Linked DNA regions of Sus scrofa: region 1 is linked to region 2. A link is a contact called in public promoter capture Hi-C data. All regions are on one chromosome and are shown on one strand. Each heading gives the region's core, a stretch centred on a gene start, on an enhancer-like site or on the middle of the called end of the contact. The rest is flanking DNA. Distances are from core to core; before and after follow the strand shown. Region 1 holds the start of NPNT (nephronectin). Region 2 overlaps TBCK (TBC domain-containing protein kinase-like protein).

Region 1 (2,700 bases), core at 126-2,625, 260 kb after region 2:
GAGGGCTCCGCGCGCCGCGGCGGGAGGACAGGCTGAATGACAGCGGAGCGGAGCAGAGCCTGAGGTTGTTGGAACCTGTCAGAGCACGCTGCAATCAAGCTCGCCCTCGGTCTCGGGATCTGTGTGTGCGTGCGTACCCAGACACACATACACACACACGCACACACGCAGCGTTACCCCCCCCCAATAATTACTGTGTGTGCCCTCCCTCAAGGAAACCTAGTGAGGAGGCAAACAGGTCCCCCCCTGGAAGCCCAGTCGCTTCCTTTCCCCCACTCTTTGTGTGAGCGGCCCTGACAGCCCCGACCACCTGGAAGTTTCCCCACTGCAGAGCTCTTTAAATTAACAGGGAGTTTCCTGGCCGAGGGATGCCCCGCATGTCACCTCCTCTGGGGCGGCTCACCAGTGCCCTCAGAGCCCAGATGCCGGACTCGAGCCTCCCTTTTTCTGCCGCCCTCATTCCCAAGCCGGGGGTGGGCAGCTCGCAAGACCTCGGCTGGTTCCCAGACGCGCAGGGGGCGCGCCCTCCAGGCCTGGGGCACCTCCACTGGTAGAAAGGCGGCTCGACGGCTCTGCTTCCGCCGAGGGTGTGCGGGGGCCCAACTTGACGGAGAACAGAGAGAGAGGACCCCAGGGCCGGGGTGAAATTAGCATGGGATGGGGCAGGAGAGGGAGCCCCGGGGGCCCACTCACCTCCCGTCGAACTCCGCAGCAGCCTGCAGGTAGAGCGAGGACCCGATCACCAGCGCCAGGAGGAAATCCATGTTGAGCGGCGAGTCCCGGGCAGCGGCGTAGCAGCGCGCGAGGAGCAGGTTGGGATACAGGAGGCGCGGGAGAGGCGCGCTCGCCTCCTGCTCTACCCCGGAGGAGCTGCGGGAGCTGGGAACCCCCGCAGCCTCCGCGACTACTGCTACCAATCTCAGCGGAGAGCGGCGCGGCAAGCAGCGGGAGCAAGTCTGCGCGCGGCGTCCGGGGCCCCTCCACCTCCCTCCCCGTGAGGGGAGGTGCTGCAGGGGGAGCTGCGCCGCCTGCGGGGAGGGGCGCAGGGGCGGGGGGCGCGCTTGCGCTCGACTAGCTGCTCTACCGGCCAGGGATGAAGGGTGAGGGCGCTCGGCCCCTCGCCGGGAAGCTCGGGGGCGGGGGCGCTGCGGGAAAGCAGTGTCCCTTGGGGACCGGCCAAGCGGGGCGAGCGCCAAGCTGGGAGGAAACTTGCAAGCCTGGCCGGGGAGAGGGAGAGCTGGGTGCTTGGCAGGAAAGTGTGAGCCGAGAGGAAAGGGGCTCCAGGCGAAGGTGCATGCTCTGAGGCTTCCTTCCGAACAGGTGGTGACCGCAGGGACAAGCCTAGCTTTCACCAGAGGGCGAAGTCCAAGGCGAGAGAGGTCTGTGGGACTGGAGCTGAACAGTGTCTGCATTTAGTGAAACCAAAGCACGACTTGGACAAATTAGCAAAGGCAAACTCTGGGAGTTTGCTTCTCCCGCGGAGTTGGCAGAAACAGATTTTTTTTTTTTTTTTTTAATTTTGTAACCAACAGAGGGAAACGCTTGGCTGCGAACTGCAGACTGTTTCTCTCTCTGCCGGCTCAACCCTGAGCACATTAGAGGGATATCAACAGCTACCTCTCCAGGGGCACGTGCCCGACCGACAGGGAGGGCAGTTATTACTTAGCAGTGATGTGGTGCCTGATCTTGCGGAGACCATTTAGAAACCATTTTGAGCAATGATTGCTGTTATTGTAGAGTAAAACGTATTGTACTAAAGGACTGTGTTCAAGTGAAAACACGCAGTGATTAACCTAAATTGCACGTGAACACATCAGTCCAATCAAGTCACTTCTCTTCCCAAACCCTTCCCGGAATGACTGCCCAAGGCCTCCTATACCTCTTGACCCGATCGCATGTGTCCTAATCCTAATCAAGGGCCTCGGTGCCTTTCTCTCACACTCCAGGCGTGCCCTTTGCCTCAGGCCATTGACTGACTGTTACTTCTGCCCGGACCCAGATATCTGCGTGGCTCATATTCTCACTTCGGTCTTTGCTCAAAGATCACCACTTTGAGGAGACCAACCTTGACCACCGTATTTAAAATTGCAGCCTGTCCCTTCCTGATGTCCCTTGCCTGTCCTACTTTGCCTTTTCTCCAAACCACTTATTTGATCTGTTTCCTATAGAATTTGCTTACTTCTTACTTGGCCTGTCTTCTTTCTACTAGGATACAAACTCTGCCAGAGCAGGTTTCTTTGTTCAGTGCCTGACATGTAGTAGGTGCTTATTAATGTTTATTGAAAGAGTTTGTTACATTACAGACTCCCCCATCATTATTATCTTTTTGAGATTTCTCCAATTTTAAATTTTTAATGGAAAATTCTCTGACAGTGACTTCACTATCCTGATCTCTTAGTGTATTTTCTGCAAGAAAAGGAAAAATAATGGTTTCAACTTAAGTGACTCTTTGATTTCCAAGTTGTTTTCTGTTAGCAAAACAAGTTTCTATTTTAATCTCAGGAAATATTCATGCCAGTTCAGGCTTGGGACATTATTTTAGGCAAACAGCTTGGTGTCATCCATTTCAGATCTTTCTAATGAACTCCAAAAATGTAGGAGTCAAAATATTTTTTCTGCAGAAAAATTTTTGTAAGTGTGATGTAGGCTTGCTTCCAGCTTCCAGTGGCTGCTCTTTAGCCATTGTCTTTGTTTATTGGT
Region 2 (2,700 bases), core at 129-2,628:
ATGAAAACCTATCTTACATGTGATGACATTCAAAAAAAATCTCTGCTCTCTATTGAAAAATAAATTAATATTAACTATATTTACATAAAATTTTGGAAGACAAATTTTACTACCAAATCAGACTCAATTTTTACAGATTATCTAATAACTATTACTTTTATTTCCTAAACTAGATTTCCTCTAGAAATTAAACAGTTTATGTGAATAAGTAATGCTTTAATCAATTATATATTAATATAGTAGATATCCTGCTTAGGTATGTACATATGACAAATGGAATATTAAAGTATATCTGTATGCACTGGCCTAGAAAGATATCCAGACTACTGTTAAAGGAAAAAAGAAAGTTGCAAAAAAATAGAAAATTGATGGAATTTCAAAAAGCATTTCTTAGAGTATATAATAGAAGTGTAATGATACTGAATCTATAACAATACTAACATTCTTCTAATAAATGTGCAAGAATAATATAACTGGAAAATTCTAGGAAGAAATATATTGAATGGAACAACTAACTGAAATTAATAATGGAGGTTAGAAAATGTCATCTATTTGATCAATCTGATTTTCAATTTTTTAAGATACCTTAGGAAGCAGTAAACCTACAAGGCCAAATAACATTTTATTATAACAGTTTGGTAGTATTTATTCTTTAATAGTTTTGACCATAAGGGGATTATCATATGTCTAGTGAAGCAGCTTGTTACTGTTTCACTTTTTAAATTTTTAATTAATTTATTTATATTTGTCATTTTACAGATGTATTTCCACTGCACAAAATTTTCCACCTCTGGGATACTTTACTACTTGGGAATTCCTCCTTTCCATTCTGTATTGGTGTAGCGATTCTTCAGCAGCTGCGTGACCGGCTTTTGGCTAATGGCTTTAATGAGTGTATTCTTCTCTTCTCTGATTTACCAGGTATGGAGATATAGATCTAGATATGTAAAAGTCACCAGTGAGTTCCTGCTGTGGCACAGTGGGATAAGGATATGACTATAGTGGCTCAGGTCACTGCAAAGGCACAGGTTCAATCCCTGGCCCAACACAGCAAGTGAACGATCCTGTGTTGCAGTAGCTGAGGTGTAGTCACAGTTGTGGCTTGGATTCAGTCCCTGATCTGGGAATTTCCATATGCTGCAGGTGCAGCCAGAAAGGGAAAAATAAAATAAAATAAATGGGATCACCAAATGAAATTTAATTATAGGAAAATGAGACAATTCTTACAGCAATTTACAAAAATAAGCATACAAGCCTTCAATATCTCTTCTGATTTTGAGCCTCATCCTCCTTCTCAGTATTCTCTCCTGTGTATACTACCTCTTCTGCTAGCCCAGAATTGTAGATACAAAACTGGGTCATACTAGCTCACTGTCATTTACCTTCATGTTATCATGTAATGCCACCAAAAAGGTAAAGGAGAGGGGGTGCTTTGACATATTTGCCTTTTGCTTAGGATAGGCTTGTTTATCTTTAGCTGATAGAAAGTAAATAAAGGCCACTTGGGAAAGTGTTTGAGAATCGAAGTTTATACAAAGACATAATTCACATGGAACTTTGCTCTCTCCTATCCACAGCTGCTTGTTAACAATTTGGCAGTTTGAGGAAAGGAAACACCATCCTCTTGAGAAAGCAAATCACACTCCAGGGAAATTCGGTGTTATACAATGCAGGATAGTTAGTTAAGCCAAATATTGTATTCACAAGTGAGGAGCTTGTAAATCTCGGAGTTGAATGCTTAAGTGTGAAATACGGAATGCAACTATGGTTTAAGCTTTGATGCAGTGGTTGACAAGATGAAAGTAATATGGTTCCATAGGATACCAAAGCGTACCAATCTGTGGAGGAAAAAAACCTACATTTTTTTCAGAAATCAAATGTTTCTCAGGTAGAAAAATTCTTTCTTCAAACGATTTCACTGGTTCCAAACCTTATATAAGTTTATTGCTGTTCTCCATATTTTCAGGCAGGCACAAGTAATTGTTGAAAATAAACACACTTAAAATTACTCAAGATAAATCTGCCTGAAAACCAAACAATGAATAGAAGAAAGGTTTCTTAAGATTATATATTTAATAATCACTCTCCGGAAAAATAAGAAACTTGCCACTTACCCCAATTTGTATTTTTAATGGATGAGCTATACTTGGTACTTCACTATTTCTCTTTTTCCTTTTTAAGAAAATAATAAAAATTATTGGATTTATTTAAAACTTCTCCCTTCTTCCCCTCAAATTAAAAGTATCACTATCTTTCTAATTTATCAAATTTTAATAATGTTGATATGAATAAATAGTAGTTTAGTCATTATGTTATTTTTCTGGGATATTATGAAAATCAAGTTATTTTTTTTTCTTTTGTTGGAGGTGAATAGTTACTGAGATCTAGTTTAACAAACTATGAATACTATCTGTACCCTGCAGATGTTTTCCCATTGTTCCTAACTTGCCAGAATAAATAAAGGATGATTTATTAGGATTAAAGGAATTTATCTTGTCAGCTCTAAGTAATATATAAGGAATGATGATTTTGCATTTTCAAGTCAGGCAAATTTAATACCTTTCTGATTCCATCCACAAAAGTTCCAGTTACTGATGAAGCAATCTGTTTTCATATTACATAGGCAGATTAGTGGTAACTCTGCTTGTCCATTAAAATAAGATTATTTCTGAAATCAGAAAGTAAGAATATATGTTAGAA

Evidence for each region. Promoter capture Hi-C pulls out the DNA fragments that hold promoters and counts their contacts.
Region 1: a contact with region 2 is called in a promoter capture Hi-C map of fetal liver, with 4 times the contacts expected there. The contact joins the promoter of NPNT here to the enhancer-like site in region 2. A contact is called at or near these places in 2 of 5 promoter capture datasets (fetal liver and liver), 4 of 47 Hi-C or Micro-C datasets (embryonic fibroblasts, epiblast stem cells, fetal skeletal muscle and 1 more) and 1 of 2 datasets of contacts at active chromatin or transcription factors (skeletal muscle).

What each region holds. Positions count from the first base shown.
Region 1 is chr8:115,859,795-115,862,494 of Sscrofa11.1, forward strand. NPNT (nephronectin) reads right to left here and starts at 1,376. Exons shown (of 14, transcript XM_021101707.1): 1 at 694-1,376. The coding sequence starts at 764.
Region 2 is chr8:115,598,568-115,601,267 of Sscrofa11.1, forward strand. It overlaps TBCK (TBC domain-containing protein kinase-like protein), which reads left to right. Exons shown (of 26, transcript XM_021101700.1): 22 at 760-921. Among named protein-coding and RNA genes, the nearest start is that of TBCK, 120 kb to the left of the region's middle. Within about 2 kb of position 1,379, at least 2 of the 83 cell types and tissues checked have an H3K27ac peak or open chromatin away from gene starts, as enhancers often do. A contact at or near this core is called in fetal liver, where this site is marked.